4 separate regions of the Mus musculus genome follow, and all the other regions are linked to region 4. A link is a contact called in public Hi-C and HiChIP or PLAC-seq data. All regions are on one chromosome and are shown on one strand. The core of a region is the stretch at or near the end of the contact, and the rest is flanking DNA. Distances in the headings are between cores, read along the strand shown. Region 1 overlaps Pkd1l2 (polycystic kidney disease 1 like 2). Region 2 overlaps Gan (giant axonal neuropathy). Region 3 overlaps Bco1 (beta-carotene oxygenase 1). Region 4 has its middle 17 kb from the start of Mir7078.

Region 1 (4,677 bases), core at 956-3,455, 420 kb before region 4:
GGGACTGTCGACATGAGCTAGCACCCCTGGCGTCCACATTAGTTTGGGGATTTGTTTTAACAGTGATGGTAATGGAATCTGGTGCCTCACACACGAAAGAGTCCAGACAGGCACTATTCTCCCGCCCTTCACCCCAGCCTCACAGCACCTGCAGAGATGCTCCCAGTTGCTATGCTCAACAGTGCCCCCCTGTGGGACATGTCTTGGTTTACCAGTTGTCTCTGCTCTTAGATGTTAAAGATTGTGAAGGTAGCGATTTCCTCTGTGGTGCTCACTGCCGCATACCTAGCACCCAGAACAAAGCCTGACATCGGGCACCTGTCTGTTATAAACATGAGTGAGCAAATGAGTATCTTTTTTCCTTAAAGGAGCCTCACACATCACAGGAGCCTCTAGTCATTGTGTAGTGCTCAGACAACTGTGAAGCTATTGGCTTGCAAGTGAACAGTCAATGTTGTGTGTGTGGCCACACCTCCTGCCTTCTTGCTGAGCCCCGGGAGATGGGGACAAAGGGGAAACTGGCCTCTCCCTTTGGGTGCAGAGGGGAGGTGTTTGGAAATGAAGCCTACTTGCCGTGTGTGTATGTGTGTGTGTGTGTGTGTTTTCTGTCCACAGTCAGACCGAGTCATTATCATTATCACCTTAATGGCCCAGCGAACTGCATATTCTTTGACAGAGCACCCCACACAGGCTATATTCCCTCAGAAGGGTTTACACGCACCTTGCCCTGGGCAGGGAACACTGTTTATGCCATGTGATGTCTTGCTGAGTATGCCTGCACCACTCATGGTGCCTCAGCTGGGAAGAAAGTTCCACTTGAGCTAAGGCCCACACAGACCTTCTGTGACAGTCCCCAAATGCCCAAGGCCACAGGGGGAAACCTATGGCAACCAAAATGCTATGGTAAATGGAGTGAGCTGCCTAGCACCACCCACCTCTTCCTATCCATTGCCCGTCTGGCCGTGGTTGTCATGGCTGTCATGGCTGACTGGATGGTTTGCATGCAGCGTAGGTAGGGTCTTTGATGGTTCACTCTCTGTGAACCTTTGCAAAAAAAAAAAAAAATGTCCTTTGAGATGTGCTTGTCTTATGACCCTGCCACTCTCTGCTGCTATTTACAAGTCAGGGTCAGTGGACATGCGGAAGGTTCTATGAGACAGATCCAGCTCTGCTATTGAGGAAGCTACAACTTCAGATGTTCAAAGAGTCACAGTGCCTCCCTCTCTGTTCTCTCTCTCTCTCTCTCTCTCTCTCTCCCTTTTCCTTTTCTCTCTCTTTCTCTCCCCAACTCTCTCTCTTCCTCTATTTGCCTCTTCCTTTTTCTCTCCTCTCTCTTCTCCCTCTCCCTTAACTCCCCCCTTCACGTGTGTGTGTGTGTGTGTGTGTGTGTGTGTGTGTGTGTGTTGAGGACTATGACCTGGTATGCTCCTACCCATTGTGTCTCTTTATCCATTTAACCTTTTTATATATCCTACATTGGGAAAAGTCACTGTGTCGCTGGGTTTGGGCAGATGTTGCTATTGCATGCCGCCCTTCTGGTCTGATGACTGGGCCAGTGCTTTGGTGATGACAAAGTCTTAGGAGTCCCTCAGCCTGTCAACCTCTCTCATTATAGAACATACTCGACTGCATCTCCCTGACATGGACAATCCCCATTCTTAGAGAAGATGAGTCTGGGAGCTGAGGGAAGAGCAGAGCCTCTGGCTGGTACCTGAGGGCAGGCAGAAGCAGTACTCCACAGGGCCCAGGGTTGCGGGAGTGCTGCAGGAGACAGTGAAGCTCGTCAGCACAGAACCTTCCTCCGGGTCAATCGTGCAGGCAGGCACTTCAGGTCGAGGTAGCATGCTGATCATGTAGGTATCCTCCCCGTAGGCGTGGCTGGTCAGTGCTAGGAAGGGAAGATTCATTAGGTTTAGGGGGCTGTGTGTCCAAAACTTTAACCCCTCTTCAGGATGACCTGGGAACTTGTTAAACAACGATATCTGGCGCTCTACAGACCAGCAAGCAGCCTCTGACATATCTAGAGATTCTGGAGTAGGCCCCCAAATACTCCTATCTAACAGTTGTCCCTGATGCAGGCCCCCAGGCTCACTGACGAAATGGGCAGATGTGGGGCTGGAGTTCTGCTATTTCCTATCTAAGTGGCCTTGGCTTGACCTCTGTTGTCTGTAAAAGCGGAACCAATAATATAACTTCCTCATAGGATGACATGAGCAGATTACCCAGAAGTCAGATCACCAGGGAGGAGCCGAGACTGGAGCTGGGAGCAGGTGGATGCTACCCAGAAGTCATCTGTTTTCAGCCTCATACCCTCGGCACTGTGAGCCCCTGTCTGTCCTGCAGCAATGTACCACCACATCTGACACAGCCACAGGGTTCCAAAGAGCACTGGCCACAGAGCTGAGCAAAGGGGAATCTTTTTCCCTTTTAATGTTCTTTTTTTTATTTTATGTGCATTAGTGCTTTGCCTGCATGTCTGTCTGTCTGTCTGTCTGTCTGTCAGTCTGTCTGTCTGTCTATGAGAGAGCAACAGATCCTCTGGAGCTGGAGTTATGAACAGAGTCCTCCGGAAGAGCAGCCAGTGCTCTTAACCATTGAGCCATCCCTACACCTCCCACAAAGGAAAAATCTTAATTGGTTACAACTAAAATCTTGGCCTAACCCGGTTGAGGAGGTCTGAGGTTGAGCAGGTATGTTCAGCACACAAGTGCCCACCTCGGTTTGTCTGGTTGTGGTTGCTCTGTGGGCTGCATTAGGAAATACAGAACCAACAGGCACACAGGTAGTGCTTGCCTGCAGTCCTGGCACTAAGGTAACAGAGTCCAAGAAAGTGTTCTTAGAAAGCATAGCCATCTTTGTTCTGTGACTGTCTGAGCACTGAGTAACCCTGACTTGTGGTGGCACACACAGGTGGACTTAGAATGACCAGCCTGTACCACCAGCATCCTGCCAATCTTCTTGCATGACAATTCCAGGACAGACATTTACATCACCCCAGATCCACACGTGGGAAAACTGAGGCAACATGAAGTCAAACCCTTTGCTCAAAGTCTTGTAGGCAGAAAATCCCATACCTTGCTCCATGCCAGACCAAAGCCCCTTATTTTAGTGTTTCCAAGTTTGTCCTGGTCCTGTAACAAGAGATGGGGTGAGCACTCCTCACCTGTGACCCGGATGGGAATAACAGGTCCCCAGGTCTGCAGGAAGCTGCTGTTCAGCAGTAGCACGGAGGAGTTGCTGTGAAGGAGGGTCAGTGATCGTGGCCAAAATCCTCGGAGTCTGCAGGCAGCTGGGAGGGGCTCAGCCTGCAAGGGAAGAACTCTCAGGCCCTTAGAGTCTGTTAGGTAGGCCCCTGGACATCCTCAGCCCTGTGGCTTCCGAGCCCCTGGGCCTGTCAGATTTCTTTCTGACGAGTTAATGGCAGCTCATCAGAAAAGTGACCTACAAGTGCAGGGTGAACTCTCTGGGGAATTGGCTGGGCAAGTAAACAGGGCAGAGAAGAGGGTGAGAGCAAGTGCAGTGTGGTGCACGCCTTTAATCCCAGCACTTGGATTAAAGTGTCCCCCAAAAAAGGAGGAGGAGAAGGAGGAGGAGGGAGAGGAGGAGGAAGAGGAAGAGAAAGGAGAAGGAGGAGAAGGAGGAGGAGGAGAAGGAGGAGGAGGAGAAGGAGGGGGAGGAAGAGGAGGGGGAGGAGGAAGAGGAGGGGGAGGAGGAAGAGGAGGGGGAAGAAGAGGAGGGGGAAGAGGAGGGGGAGGAGGAAGAGGAGGGGGAGGAGGAGGGGGAGGAGGAAGAGGAGGGGGAAGAGGAGGGGGAGGAGGAAGAGGAGGGGGAGGAGGAGAAGAAGAAGAAGAAGAAGAAGAAGAAGAAGAAGAAGAAGAAGAAGAAGAAGAAGAAGAAGAAGAAGAAGAAGAAGAAGAAGAAGAAGAAGAGAAGAAGAAAGCAGCATCCTTCTCATCATGGTCCCATGGGACCTTGGCTGTGTGTGAGGCACGCATAGACCACTATCCTCTGCCTAGCAGCCGGGGGGATGTATGAATCCTAGCAGGGGGCTTGGTCTGAGGGCAGCAGTGTCTCTCTCCCCATAGGCTTTGATCCTATGTATTCATTCACCTGTTAGAAATTCCCTCAGGTCCCTAATCTTCCTGACTGCCCTGCACTGGCTCCAAATGGGATTGGCCTGCCCTGGCTCAGGACCCGGCATTCAACACAAGGCCGGTCCTCTCAGAGGACACAGTTTCTTCTGAGCGGCTGTGACATCTCACCTCCTCTGGTACGGTGTCATCTAAGTACCAGCTGAACACGGCCACCGAGGTCTCATCTCCCACGGTGACAGTGAGCAGAACGTCTTGGTCGGCTTTCACTGGCCGGCAGTTCTTCTCACAGCTGGAAGGTACAGAGGACAAAGAGAGAAAGCTCCCTCAGGCATTGTGACCACTTGCCTGGCCTTTGCCCAGTTCTCAAGTCTGTGGAGAAGGTGGGACATTGCCTTTGTCCAAATGAAAGATGGAATAAACCCAGCCATGCTCCAACCTAAGCCAGGACAGAGCCTTGGTCTGCAGGCTAAAGAAGAGTCAGGACATGACCAGATTTCTGTGTCACTCCCCTTGCAGTGATGTTGGGGTGCAGTGGGAGTGCAGGACACCTCCCTGGCTTCCCATCCCGACCCTGTCACTTAGG
Region 2 (4,509 bases), core at 271-2,770, 300 kb before region 4:
AACGCAGCTCCCATGTGAGGACAGCAGCCCAGCAGCTAGCTGAGTATATTTGACTGCAGTGTGCCTGACCCTCTGTGGGAGGACATGGCCGTCTGAGCACGTGATTGTGAATGTCCTCAGCTGCTCTGCTAGCCACTCTCACCCTGTCCCAACAGCTGTGGTCACTTCATTTCAGTCACTGATTCTGCGGGGTTGGAATCCATGGGTTCCCACTCCTGTTATGTGCTTCAGGTCAGGTGACTATGTGTGAAATACTGTGAATGTTGGTGTGGGGTGAGGAAGTGTGTTAGTTTTCCTGCTGCTGTCATGTAAGTCCCTGGCAAAGCAGCTTAAGGAAAGAAAGGGTTACCCGGGCCCACGGTTTGAAGTCACAGTCAATCATGGCAGGGAAGGCTCAGAGCCTGAAGCAGCTGGTCTCTGGGCATCCTCAGGCAGGAAGCAGAGAGATGTGTGCTGGTACTCAGCTAACCTTCTCCCTTTATTCAGCACGGGACCCCAGACTATGGGATGGTGTCCCCCAGAGGCAAGGTCTTCCACCTAGATGATCCCTCACAGTCACTCTCAGGGGCTAACACAGTCTACTTTTAGATCCTGTGGGGTTGGCTGTATTATCACCACAGGTGAGGTGCGAACAGTCCGTTTTCATGGCAGTCAGCATAAGCAGGTGCAGTTCATTAGAAGAGGAACTGTACCTCACAGTCCTGAGAGGGAAAATAAAAGCAGGGAAGAGCCAGTGAGGGTGGGGCGCAGGCCGCCATTGTGGGTGTTGGGCCACAGCTAGCTGGGAAGAAGCAGAGCTGTAGATGTGGGGGAGAGGCCCAAGAAGCATCCTGGGCAGCAGGAACGGGCCAGAGCCAGGGTATGTCTTACACTTATTATGCACTCTAAGGCTGACCTAGTTGGTCTAGGATAAGACCCAGATATCTGGTTCTCTATAGCGGCTCTCCAGAAGGTTCTGTGAGGTCAGCCCAGGGAACTACTCGTAAGTTGTTCAAGTTGTGACTCACAGGATGTGTGTGAGAAAAATTTGAAAGTAAATAAACACGATACTCCTTGGATAAAAAGAATCAGCTGGAGGAGGAGTGGAGGGGACGGCACACAGACTGCTGGGACACCATCCTTTAAGACGCCGCTTGCAAACTGCAGGGCCAGCACAGTGCTTAAGAGCACTCACTGCCCTTATGCAGGACCTGAATTCATGCTCAACACCCATGTCTAGTGACTCACAGCCACCTGCAACTCAGGGCTAGGGGACCTAACACCCTCTTCTGTACCCCACACGCACCTACCCATATATACATGCACTTAGCCACACAGATGTGCACATTCAGAGTCCCACAGCCTGGTGCAGTTTCTTTCCCTCCTTCTCCCTGGACAGGCCCTGTTGTTCATGGTTGGTCTCCTATTGTGGCTTGGCTACAGCAAACACTCTTAAGATTTCCTGGTTCAGCTAGAAGTGGTGGGACTGTGCGTGAAGCTGGCCTAGGTCTCTAGTTCCCAGTGCACAGCCCTCTTGCTTAGCTTCCTGCTGAGAGCTCTGTCACTCTCACATGTCTATGGGAGGAACTGTGAGACTCGCTGCTGTGTTCCTACCAGACACAGTGCTATCAAAGGTCTGTGTTAATGGACATGTTAGCAACAAATGATATGACCTCAAGTGGGAACTAGAAAAGATCTTTGGAGAAAAAAAAAAAAAAAACTCCACAAAACAGACCTGAGGGCCTGGAAAGATGACTCAGTGGGTAAGAGTGTGTAGTTATATTCCAGAGAACCTGAGGTAAGTTCCCAACTCCCTAGTCAAGACAACTTACAGCCTGTAACTCCAGTTCCAGGGAGTGTAGGGCCCTCTTCTGGTCTCGGTGGATACTGCACTAGGTGCACAAAGCACAACTTTAAAAAACTGAGACATAACTTTAGAAAAAAAACTATTTTAGCCAGACCATACGTCTTAGGGCAGTTGTAAGCTCACAACAGGATTGAGAAGGAGGGGCAGAGAAGGCCTGAGCCCCTGCATACAGAGCCCCCTTCCCCCATAACCCTCACATCCTCACTAGAGTGGGACATGTGTTACATCTAACAAACCTGTGTTGCCACTGCATAGTAACTCAGACCAGGGCTCACGGTGGGCTCCCTCCAGTGGGTGTGTAATTTTGCACTTACATAAGTGTTTGAATACACACATTTGCTCATACTGGGTCACACACAGACTCTCACTGCCCTAAACTCTGTGTGTGTGTGTGTGTGTGTGTGTGTGTGTGTATGTGTGTGTAGTTTCTGGAAACTCACAAAAACAGAAAAAGGAGTGTGGTGTGTATATGTGTGTGGGGGGTCATCTGTAAAACAAATTCTCCAAAAGAATGAATGACTAGTTTGCCAGTTAGGGTAAAGAGTGCTGGCCCAGCCTGTCTCCGAGCACCTCAGAGGGCCTGCCTCATAGCGCATAGTCCCAGGTGACATGGCTCATAGACGCTGTGGGAGTCAGGCCATGAGTCACCCCAGACTGCAGTGCCTCCACTCCATGGACATCACCCTCCCCTGTGTTCTGCCTGAGTATGGTTCATTTTTTAGAAATGAGTGTTTACATCAGTGGAGAAGAAAAGCTCTCCATTCTGGCTTGTCACTGCTCCGTCGAACCCTCTTCTATAGCTGTTTTATATGTGAGTGCTTTGCTCGAATGTTTGTGTGTGCAGAGGTCAGAAGAGGACATCAGAGGCAGTCATCAGAAAGTCTGCTGTCAGCCTGATGCTCACACAGCTCGGTTGCACGTGAGGTTCACGGTGGCACTTTTCTCCTGGCACTCCTTCAGCAGTAACTAACAGCTCAGGAGGGTTTCCAAGCAGTAGTGGGGCATTGTGTTAGTTACATTTCAATTGCTGAGATGAAGTACACCAAAACATCAGGAGAGGAAGGTGTGCTTGGGCTCGTTCCTTCAGTCCATGGTTGCTTACGTCTGCTGAGGCTGGACGGCCTAGAAGAAACACTTGTCAGAGCAAAGCTCAAGAAAGACTCCTTCACCAAACCCTCCTATGCTCTGAGTCTACAAATGGGTTGGCTCACCCATGAGGTCAGAGCTCACATGATCCAGTCGTCTCCCAAAGGTCCTGGACACTGGCTGCAATGGGGACTGTCCCTTCAACACTTGAGTTTTAGGGGGACATTTAAGAGCATCATTTTCTCTTTCTAAACCTGCCGAGTTTCCTGGTTGGAAGAATTCTTGCCTTAGGCCTGGGAGCTCAGCAGAGGAGCTAGGATGTAGCTCAGTTAGCAGAGTGTCTGCCTAGCATGCAGGAAGCCCTGGGTGGCAGCACTTCCCAGCCAGGTGTGGTGATGCACACCTGTGATCCCAGCAAGTGGAGGCAGGAGGATCAGAAGACCATGGTTATCTCTGAGTGAGTGAGTCTGAGACCAGCTAGAAATACATGAGACCCTGTCAAGGAAACCAGGACGTAAACCCACGTGTGCAGGCACTTGTCACATAAGTGCATGAGCGTGTGCACACACGTACACAGACACACATGCATACACATAGACACACATGAATCTGGACCTGACTTGTGTCTGTCATGGGGAAGGGGAAGTTTCGATGTCTTGGTGAGGGTAACAGTGTTACCCACCCCAGGAGGAGTCTCTGTAGATGCTCGGCCATAGGAGGGAGCAATTGAGTGTGCTCAGACAGTGCTGGGTTGGGGGCGCAGGGGTAGGCTAGAAGGACAGGTGAGTTTAAAGCATAATTAATGTTAGTTTTGTTATTTAACCTCCAAATGTGTAGGGTATATAATTCATTTGTCATGGGTTCTGGATATGACCACATTTTAAGACTCCTGACATATTTTAGCTGGTCAGTTTTCTCTCCTCTTAGTCCTCTATGTCTGAGAAAATGACACAATCTAAAATGGATCCCCTCTTGTTGGGAAAACATGTAACAGTATAGTCATTTTAAAATAAGTTGTATGCTGGTGCACGCCTTTAATCCCAGCACTTGGGAGGCAGAGGCAGGCGGATTTCTGAGTTCAAGGCCAGCCTGGTGTACAGAGTGAGTTCCAGGACAGCCAGGACTACACAGAGAAACCCTGTCTTGAAAAAGCCAAAAAGAAAACAACAACAACAAAAACAAATAAGATAAGTTGTAGCTCCCTCACCCTGCTATCTGCAACACACAGCACAACCAAGCCTTCTTTGAACAGTTCACTAAGGTGAGAAAATTTCCCCCTAGCTAAGCGAATCTTTATAAGCCTTGTGCTTCTCCATCTAGGTCAGAGAAACCACACAGAAATTTGAACATGAAAGTTTAGAGTTTTCTTTTTTGTTTTTGTTTCTAAGGTTTATTTAGTTTTATTTTATATGTGAGTACCTTGCCTTCCTATAGGTATGTGCACTGTATATGTAGCTGTGCCCAAGGAGACCAGAAGGAGGATGTTTACAGTATCCCCTAAAATAGGAGTTAGGAGATAATTCTGAGCTGCTACACAGATTCTGGTAACTGAACCCAGGTACTCTGTCAGAGCAGTA
Region 3 (4,493 bases), core at 814-3,313, 350 kb before region 4:
GACCCGAGAGCCCAGCAGAGTTCTGCTTGCTCCAGCTAGGGCCGCCTCTTCCCAAGGTCTGACTTTGCAAAATGAATTTAGTGTTGGGGGTTGTCCTAGTGAGGGTTTCTATTGCTGTGATGAAACACCGTGGCCAAAAGCAACTTAGGGAGGAAAGGGTTTATTCTGCTTATGTGTCCACATCATAGTCCATCATTTGAAAGAAGCCAGGGCAGGAACTCAAGCAGGGCAGGAACCTGGAGGCAGAAACTGATGCAGAGGCCATGGAGGTACCACTTACTGGTACTACTTGGTCCTCATAGCCTGCTTCCTTCCTTTCTTCCTCCCTCCCTCCCTCCCTCCCTCCCTCCCTCCCTCCCTCCCTCCTTCCCTCCCTCCCCCCCTCTTTCCTTCTCTGTTTTTTGCCTTAAGATTTATTTATTCATGAATTTATGCATAAAAGTGCTGCGTCTAAACATGTACCTGCTTGCCAGAAGAGGGAATCCCATTACAGACGGTTGTGAGCCACTGTGTAGTTTCTGGGATTTGAACTCAGGACCTCTGGAAGATCAGCCAGTGCTCTTAAAAGCTAAGCCATCTCTCCAGCCCCCTAGTCGGCTTCCTTATAGAACTCAGGCCACCAGCCCCAAGGTGGCACCACCCTCAGTGGTCTGGGCCCTCCCCCATCAATCACTGATTAAGAACATGCCCTACAGCCTGCTCTTCGGAAGCATTTTCTCAATTGAGGTTTCCCTTCTTTCAGACGACTCTCGTTTATCAGATGACGCTGGTTTGTATCGAGTCGATATAAAACTAGCCAGCGCAGGGGTATACGTCGGGGGGAGAAAGGGTGCTTAGTACATTGAGACTCAGGGTTTAATCCCTAATATGACCTTGAGGAAAGAAAGGGGTCAACCAGTTGGTCATGTTGGCATATGCCAACAATCCCAGCACTCAGGAGACTAAGGCAAGAGAAAGGCAAGTAACAGCTAGGTTGGTGGGAGGCCTAGTGAGACCTTAACTGTCATCTTTCTTGTTGTTGTTGTTTTAATTGTTAAAAAAAAAAAAGGAAGAAAGAAAGGGAGGGAGGAGCTGAAAAGGTAGCCCAGCAGTTAAAAGCACTGGCTGCTCTTCCAAAGGACCCAGGTTCAATTCCCAGCACCCACACGGCAGCTCACTACCGTGTATAACTCCAGTTCCAGGAGTCTGGCGCATTCAAAACATACATGCAGGCAAAACACAAAGGCACATAAAATAAAAAGTAAGTAAATCTTTGTTTAAAAAAAAAAAGAAATAAAGGATGAAAAGGAAAGGAAAGGGGAAAGGGGGGAAAAGGGGGAAAGGGGGAGGGGGAAAGGGGAAGGGAAAGAAGGGAAGGAAAGGACGGAGGCAAGCTGGTCTCATTGTGCCAGCCTTTAATCCCAACTGCTCAGGAGGCTGAAGCAGGAAGATCTGAATATTTTAAGGCCAACCTGGCAACGTAGTGACACCCTGCCTCAAGATAAAAATAAAATCTAGAAGCCAGGACAGGACTACAGGATAGTTCAATGATATTATGTTTGCGTTAGCAAACAGGAGGCCCAGCGCCCTAGGCTCAATTGTTTCAGTTTTACTGAAAATACTGGGATGTGGGGGACTGAAAGGACTTAAGCATTAGCTTCCCACCATCATGAGGGTGACTATGTGATAGCGACACTACTCCGTAAAATCACCTGAGTCCTGGCCTCTGCACCCCTTGTCCTGGCAAAGCCCCACAGTGCAGCACTGGGGAGTGTCTTCTGGTCTAAGAAGGAGAGGGTGTCACAGAGCACTCAAGGCATGAGTCACAAGCCCAGAGCTGATGCAGGAAGAGGGACAGGCTCCCTCCCTGCCCCCGCTTAAGGGTTTACACCCTTTGATCACATGGGGGAAAGGCTACTTCCTCAAACCCAAGCTTGAACGGGTTGTCTGTGTGTCTTTAAAAGCCACCTTGTAACCGCCAGGTGCTTTGAAATTAGCAAAGGCGAGTGAACCCTTGGATGGGCGGTTCTGGCCACGCTGCTTAATTGTTGTTTATTGTCCCTTAAAGATGGCTTCTTTGCTTTCAAGTCACTCAGCTGCCTGAATGTATACAGATGGGTAGGTGGACACGGTCACACACACCCTGCACCAAGGGCCCAGCTCCCTCCTAGCCAGGAAAGTTCTCCCTTCTCAAATGCCCTGTACTCAGGGACATTTGCCTATCAATGTCCCCTCTGCCTGTCTCAGTGTCCCATTCTGGAGTCCTGTGTCATCTGCAGCACTCCCTGGAAGCAGAGCATCCTGAGTGACTGTAATGCATGCTGAGAGCCTCTCTGGGCTTAGAAAGGTCTCCATTTTCAGGTCTCTGTGCCTCCCTCCCTCCCCTGTCAGGGGAGTGTGTACACTGTGGCACCCTCTAGGGTGACACACACCTCCAGCATGACAAGGTTCTTTAATCCCCTCTTGCTGCTGAGACATAGGCTCCTAGAAGGCAGGGACACTGTCTTGAGGCAGGTCATCCTTGTAACTAAAAACCCTTGGGGGCTGGAGAGATGGCTCAGCAGCTCAGAGATGGCACTGACTGCTCTTCCAGAGGTCCTGAGTTCAATTCCCAGCAACCACATGGTGGTTCACAACCATCCATAATGAGATCTGATGCCCTCTTCTGGTGTGTCAGCTATAGTATACTTACATATAATAAATAAATAAATATTTTTTTAAAAAAGAAACAAAAACAGAAAAACCCCTCTTAAATGTGGGAATGAATGCATGCATGCATGCATGAATGAATGAATGAATGAATGAATGAACCGTGAAGTGAAGTCTCTAAGAGGGCACAGCTCTCCTGTTAGCATTTATACCATGTCCTGGGGAACAGTGCTTTATAGCTAGAGCAGATGGTGGGAGGTCTAGGACCTCATGATTACCTATGATGCTCAGCCAGCTGGGGTCAAACGGAGGCAGAGTGGAAGGGCCCCCGAATACCCCAGCTGTTTATGTAGTGCTGCGGGTACCTGAGGTGGAGCTCTGCAGGGGTGGAGGAGTGGCAGGGAGGAACCTAGGCATGTCCAGACAGTGGGGCAGCTGCCCTGCCCTCGTCCTGAAGGGCGCCACGGCATGTAAGAGATGGGTTTGTGAGAATTCGTTGTCATGGTTCACAGTCTGTCACGGGAGGAGGCATGCTAGAGCTACGTGAGGTGGCTTTGGATCCTGGACTAGCAGATTTGGGGTTTGTCTCCAAAGACAGACATGAATACACGATAAGATGAAGTAGTATCCACGGAGGTGTGCTGAGAACTAGGCCCTGTATTAAATGTCTTTTCTGCTCTGAGACTTTGGCAATAGGATCCCATTCTCTGAGACTGTCACTGTAGAGGCCTCTATCTGTCCCTTCTGTCTCCAGTGTGGCCCCTTCTCCACGAGATGAGAAGTTTGAAGGGCCAAGAGGTCATGCCTACTAAGAAAGGCATCTCTCCATCACACCTACCCATACTTCGGATAATCGGGATTCCAACCTGTTTGAGAGACTGCCTCTGTCCCACTAAGAGCAGTGGGTATGGCCAGTGTGTCCGTGAGGTATCTGGGACTGACTGGGACTTGGGGTGCTGGGTGGGGCATCTGTGTAGCTCCAGGTTGAGCCTAGAGTGAGAAGTGTTCACTGGCCATTTTGTCTGGCTGAGAACTAAGGAGACTTTCCGATCCATACTCCTTCCGGGTCCCCCTTTGAGACAGAACCTGCTCTGCTGCTAGAATGTTCTCCCTGTCCATCACAGTAGCTGCCAACGAGAATGTGGCGGTAAAGCATGGGAGATGTGACTTCTTCAGGGCCCATGGGAATTTCAATCTCACTTCATCCTTTTTTAAAAGTCTCAGTATCCACACACGTCTCTTGTCTGTGTCTCAGCCTCCTTTAATGAGGGACAGAACAAGGCCAATCTTTAAAGACCCCAGCAATCCAACTACAGAAACACAATAAATTTTCTCTTCTTTCCAGAAAAGAAAAAAGAGGAGCTGCTATCATTAAAATAGGTTGGCTTTAGTTCTAGTGTTTGGCTAGAGCAGTTCCAGATGATAAAAGCCCTTGTATCTGGGTAGGAGAGCGATTTGGTGTACTTAATTAGCCTGCTGCATTTGGGCATAGGGCCCGTGGGCCTCAACTCGGGCTATTTGCTCCAGGCCCTGCAGAGTTTTAAGAACTGTTAACTGTTTTTGCCGGTTCACATTGCAACCCTCTGAGTTATTCTTTATCCCAGAGTTTCCAGTTAAGAGGGAAAGTAGCTTGCCCAACATCAAAGAGTCACCATTGGGATTAGGGCAGGATTTGAATCCGTGTCTGTTCACAATGATACCTCTGACCCGGCCCCAGATGCTTATATAACCATAACTTTCCAAGATCGGGCAGACTCCACTATGCTTCACCCATTACCCCATTTACAGACAGGGAGGCCAACCCAGTGGGGTCAAAGATCTTTTCAAACTCACATAGCAAGTTCTGAATTCTGGTTCCAAGCAGA
Region 4 (4,464 bases), core at 939-3,438:
GCACCCGACTGCTCTTCCGAAGGTCCAGAGTTCAAATACCAGCAACCACATGGTGGCTCACAACCATCTGTAATGAGATCAGACTCCCTCTTCTGGTGCTGTCTGAAGACAGCTACAGTGTACTTACATATAATAAATAAATAAATCTTTAAAAAAAAAAAGAATTTGTTAAAAAAAAAAAAGAAAGAAAGAAAGAAAGAAAGAAACAAAGAAAGAGAAAGAGTCTTGCTAGTTATGCTCAATGTGATTTTTATTTGTTTGCTTTTTTGGTTTTTGTTTTTCTTTTTCTTTTTTAAAAGATTTATTTATTTATTTTATACATGAGTACACCACCATTGCTCTCGTCAGACACACCAAAAGAGGGCATCAGACCTCATTACAGATGGCTGTGAGCCACCATGTGGTTGCTGGGACTTGATCTCAGGATCTCTGGAAGAGCATTCGGTGCTCTTAACCGCTGAGCCATCTCTCCAGCCCCTTTTTTTGTTTAGCCCTAGCTATATTGGAACTCACTCTGTAGACCAGGCTGGCCTGAAACAGACCTACCTGCCTCTGTCTCCCAAGTTCTGGGATTAAAGGTGCATGCCTTTATTTTATTTATTTATTTATTTATTTATTTATTCATTCATTCATTCATTCATTCATTCATTCAGTGTGTGTGTGTGTGTGTGTGTGTGTGTGTGTGTGTGTGTGTGAATGCTAGAGAACAATTTGTGGGAGTTGGGTTTTTTCCTACCATGTGAGTCCCAGGGACCGAACTCAGGTGGTCAGGCTTGTCCGCAGGCCCCTTTACCCCACTGAGCCATCTCATATCCCTTCATGTAAAGTTCCAATCCATGCAGAGCAAGATAATCTTCCTCAAATATTTTCATCTCCTTCATCAAAAGTCGGTTTCTCTTGTCTTGGCAGCATTAGACTTGCAAGTAAATGAAGAGGAAGGTACCAAGCCCTCCCGGCCCCCATCATCTATGCGTGCATCAGAAACCTCCTTCCTTTCACCACAGTGTATATACCACGTTGGAAGATTTTTACAGCCCTCAGGTTACTGCTACACAAATGGTACCAAACAAACAAAAAAACAAATAAACAAAAAAACCCCACCAGAGCCCCTTTCTGGGAAATAGAATCCCACCCCTCCAGTGTTCCCCCCACCCCCCACCCTCCACCCCACCCCATCCCCCGCCAACCCCCCAACTTACAAGACTGCCCAACTTAAAAGACTGCAACCTCAAGCCCAGTTGCAGAACTTCCTAGATCAGGAGTCGGGGAGGGCGGGGCTTGCAGGCACTTCCCAGTCTCTGCTGCCCCCTGGTGGCCAGATCAGTAACAGTCCAGCAGGTCAGCCAGAGCCCAGTGCTGGTGGTGAGATGCCGGTTCATGGGGAATCCTGGATGTGATACCTGGGGAACCCTGGAGGGCTCCACCCTTCCTTTCCTGCTCCTTCTTTTTTTTTTTTTTTTGTTTTTTTGTTTTTTGAGACGGGGTTTCTCTGCAGTCCTGGCTGTCCTGGACTCACTTTGTAGACCAGGCTAGCCTCGAACTCAGAAATCCGCCTGCCTCTGCCTCCGGAGTGCTGGGATTAAAGGCGTGCGCCACCACGCCCGGCCTGCTCCTTCTTTTCCTGGATACTCTACCCGGCTCTGCGCTGACTTTAGCAGAGAGAAATTACAGCACGAGACTATAACAAATGGAGGCACGGCACCCCTGCCTTGGTTTCCCCCCCCCCCCCCGACTTGACCACCGTGCCTTTCGGTGTGGTCCTGAGAGTTCTGAGGTGTGTATAGACACAGGGTCCTGTACTCTAAGCATTCCTGGCACCTGTGCCTGGGTTGTTCTCTACCAAGGGACCCCCTGCCCCCTTGCCTTGATGACTTCAGTCTCCGGAAACATTACCAGGTGGGACAGACGTGTCTCCAGATTGGCAGATGTCTCCTAGGCATAGAGTGGCATGCAAGACATAGGCTGCCCATTTCATTTAATTGCAGATAAACGTCTCATGCCTTTTTGTGTCACCCTGTCCCAAAGATCACGTGTTTTTACTTACTTGGGTCTAGAAAGCCTACCTGGGGGGGGGGGGGTCACAGTCACCCTGATTGACAGCCAGTGCCCCAGTGAGTTTTAGGGTACCTGTTTAGAACGTGTACCAGGCCGGCGCAGAGACCACAGACAGGGAAGTGAAAGTTAGGGCGGAACTTGGTGGGGCCTGGAGGGGGTGGGGCACTGCCTCAGGATGCTGTGTGGTACTGCCCAGCAATGAAGAAAGTCATACCACATGATCCAAGTGTCCTGCCGTGACAGCTTTTAGGGTTAGACCAGGAAATGGAAAACTCCAATTATTATTATTATTATTATTATTATTATCATTATCATTATCATTATTTGGTTTTTCGAGACAGGGTTTCTCTGTGTAGCCCTGGCTGTCCTGGAACTCACTTTGTAGACCAGGCTGGCCTCAAACTCAGAAATTCGCCTGCCTCTACCTCCCGAGTGCTGGGATTAAAGGCATGAGCCACCACGCCCGGCTCAATTACTATTTTTTTTAAAGACTTATTTATTAATTTATTATGTATACATAATAATTCTGCCTGGGGGGCTGGTGAGATGGCTCAGCAGGTAAGAGCACCCGACTGCTCTTCTGAAGGTCCTTGAGTTCAAATCCCAGCAACCACATGGTGGCTCACAACCATCCCTAATGAGATCTGACTCCCTCTTCTGGTATGTCTGAAGACAGCTACAGTGTACTTACATATAATAAATAAATAAATCTTTAAAAAAAAATTCTGCCTGGATATATGCCTGTGGGCTAGAAAAAGGCACCGATCTTACTACAAATGGTTGTGAGCCACCATGTGGTTTCTGGGAATTGAACTCAGGACCTCTGGAAGAACAGCACCTCTTAACCTATGAGCCACCTCTCTAGCCCGACCTTCAATTATTTTAGCACTCTGCTGGATCCCAGACAGTTTGGGGCCCATCACAACCAAGACTATAGTTCCTCTATGCTTTTCCCTAGAGAGTACCCATGACCTGAGGGCCACTAGTCCATATTCAAGAAGTAGAAAGAGAAGCTAAGCTGGGCATGGTGGCACACGCCTTTAATCCCAGCACTCGGGAGGCAGAGGCAGGCAGATTTCTGAGTTCGAGGCCAGCCTGGTCTACAGAGTGAGTTCCAGGATAGCCAGGGCTATACAGAGAAACCCTGTCTCGAAAAGACCGAAAAAAAAAAAAAAACAAATATATGTGTGTGTGTGTGTGTCACACAGAGGGGGGCAGTCACACAGAGAGGCCCAGAGTCACACAGTTGACAGGGTAGTGAGGCAGAACTGAGTTTCAGGCCTTCAGGCTAGAGCTTTCCCTTGGGGCAGAGCTCGGGAGAATTCTCCATTTCTGGAACGTTCTCTGGGGGTCTCCAGAATTTTCCAAAGGGTTCTGAAAGCAGGCAGCACACTAACGTGGAATTCTTCCGAGTCAAGATGCTTTCAGTACTGCTGTGGGGTGGCGTGACACCCGTGTTCTCAGCCTCACCTAGAATGACATTCTCCGATGGAGAGAGGCAGTGTGGGGTGACATGGGGACTTGGAATCTTGTCAGTTTCCAGTTCCTGGTTAGCAATTCTTTATGCAATTCATTGCCCTATATCTGACATAGACTAGGGCCCAGTGGAAAGACCTGTGTGGCCAAAGGCCTGGAGGCTAAAGGCCCCTTCAAATAGGCAGAGCCCTGAGGGGTTGACGGGACATATGGAGTGCTAGAAAGGTAGGATGGAGGTGTTGCATGGCCAGGGTTGGCCAGCAGGGGCTAGAAGCCATGGAAGATTCCAGATGACAGAATGTAATTGGCTATCAGTTATGAAGCCTTCCCTGGACATTGTGCCCAGTTCCTAGAGGATGCAATGGGAAAATCAAGGCCAAGGTGACCAGAGTGTCAAGGAGCTCACTAGCCACTCAGGAGCGTTCCTCTGATGGTGAGGAGCGGATCTCATCACAGGGCCCAGAGTCCACCTCGAATGATCTTCAGATGGCCGAGAGTCTTCAATGTCCCCGTTGATGTTGGCTTTGAACAGAGTATGTCTATCTCTTAGGTGGGTCCTTTGAGGACACATGGGCTTTCCCTGCACAGGGGACCTGAGGCACCATCTCTAAAGATGACCATGGGGACCCATTCCCCCCAACAGATACCCAAACCTCGAATGTTCATGTCCCTCAGATGTAAGGGCGCATGTTGGCATGAGACCTTCACACTTACCCTGTGTGCAGTAAGCCATCTCTAGCTTCTATAGATCTAGTGTAGTAGCAGCACTGTGTAAATAAGGTGTGTGTGTGTGTGTGTGTGTGTGTGTGTGTGAGAGAGAGAGAGAGAGAGAGAGAGAGAGAGAGAGAGAGAGAGACTGTGTGTGTGTACATTTGTGTACAAACTCTCACAGAGGCCAGAAGATGGCAACAGATGTCCTGCCTGCTCACTCTG

Evidence for each region. A called contact is a pair of places that touch in the nucleus more often than the background predicts. HiChIP or PLAC-seq counts read pairs in DNA pulled down with a chosen protein or histone mark.
Region 1: an H3K4me3 HiChIP or PLAC-seq map of bone marrow-derived macrophages shows a contact between it and region 4, with 13 times the contacts expected there. The contact joins two enhancer-like sites. A contact is called at or near these places in 5 of 15 datasets of contacts at CTCF or cohesin (the NIH/3T3 cell line, large pre-B cells, pro-B cells and 1 more), 76 of 484 Hi-C or Micro-C datasets (the AML12 cell line, B-cell progenitors, the Ba/F3 cell line and 42 more), 16 of 115 datasets of contacts at active chromatin or transcription factors (the NIH/3T3 cell line, T-cell acute lymphoblastic leukemia, a beta-TC-6 cell line and 10 more) and 2 of 9 other capture datasets (embryonic stem cells and liver).
Region 2: a contact with region 4 is called in a Hi-C map of bone marrow-derived macrophages, with 31 read pairs. The contact joins two enhancer-like sites. A contact is called at or near these places in 1 of 15 datasets of contacts at CTCF or cohesin (large pre-B cells), 5 of 484 Hi-C or Micro-C datasets (the Patski cell line, bone marrow-derived macrophages, embryonic stem cells and 1 more), 15 of 115 datasets of contacts at active chromatin or transcription factors (T-cell acute lymphoblastic leukemia, acute myeloid leukemia, bone marrow-derived macrophages and 11 more) and 1 of 9 other capture datasets (embryonic stem cells).
Region 3: a contact with region 4 is called in an H3K4me3 HiChIP or PLAC-seq map of bone marrow-derived macrophages, with 7 times the contacts expected there. The contact joins two enhancer-like sites. A contact is called at or near these places in 1 of 39 promoter capture datasets (embryonic stem cells), 2 of 15 datasets of contacts at CTCF or cohesin (the NIH/3T3 cell line and embryonic stem cells), 39 of 484 Hi-C or Micro-C datasets (CD4 T cells, CD4 single positive thymocytes, CD8 T cells and 24 more), 17 of 115 datasets of contacts at active chromatin or transcription factors (T-cell acute lymphoblastic leukemia, acute myeloid leukemia, bone marrow-derived macrophages and 11 more) and 2 of 9 other capture datasets (embryonic stem cells and liver).

Annotation. Positions count from the first base shown.
Region 1 is chr8:117,053,151-117,057,827 of GRCm38.p6, forward strand. Pkd1l2 (polycystic kidney disease 1 like 2) reads right to left here. Exons shown (of 43, transcript NM_029686.4): 12 at 4,263-4,383; 13 at 3,164-3,305; 14 at 1,712-1,888. Among named protein-coding and RNA genes, the nearest start is that of Gm15395, 24 kb to the left of the region's middle. Within about 2 kb of position 2,206, at least 63 of the 459 cell types and tissues checked have an H3K27ac peak or open chromatin away from gene starts, as enhancers often do. A contact at or near this core is called in the Ba/F3 cell line, ECoMG-derived neutrophils, bone marrow-derived macrophages and 2 more, where this site is marked.
Region 2 is chr8:117,176,396-117,180,904 of GRCm38.p6, forward strand. All of the region lies in intron 1 of Gan (giant axonal neuropathy), which reads left to right. Among named protein-coding and RNA genes, the nearest start is that of Gan, 21 kb to the left of the region's middle. Within about 2 kb of position 1,521, at least 48 of the 459 cell types and tissues checked have an H3K27ac peak or open chromatin away from gene starts, as enhancers often do. A contact at or near this core is called in bone marrow-derived macrophages, where this site is marked.
Region 3 is chr8:117,119,613-117,124,105 of GRCm38.p6, forward strand. The region is part of intron 7 of Bco1 (beta-carotene oxygenase 1); the gene reads left to right. Among named protein-coding and RNA genes, the nearest start is that of Bco1, 26 kb to the left of the region's middle. Within about 2 kb of position 2,064, at least 109 of the 459 cell types and tissues checked have an H3K27ac peak or open chromatin away from gene starts, as enhancers often do. A contact at or near this core is called in CD8 T cells, acute myeloid leukemia and bone marrow-derived macrophages, where this site is marked.
Region 4 is chr8:117,473,838-117,478,301 of GRCm38.p6, forward strand. No RefSeq gene overlaps it. Among named protein-coding and RNA genes, the nearest start is that of Mir7078, 17 kb to the left of the region's middle. Within about 2 kb of position 2,189, at least 39 of the 459 cell types and tissues checked have an H3K27ac peak or open chromatin away from gene starts, as enhancers often do. A contact at or near this core is called in the Ba/F3 cell line, CD8 T cells, ECoMG-derived neutrophils and 4 more, where this site is marked.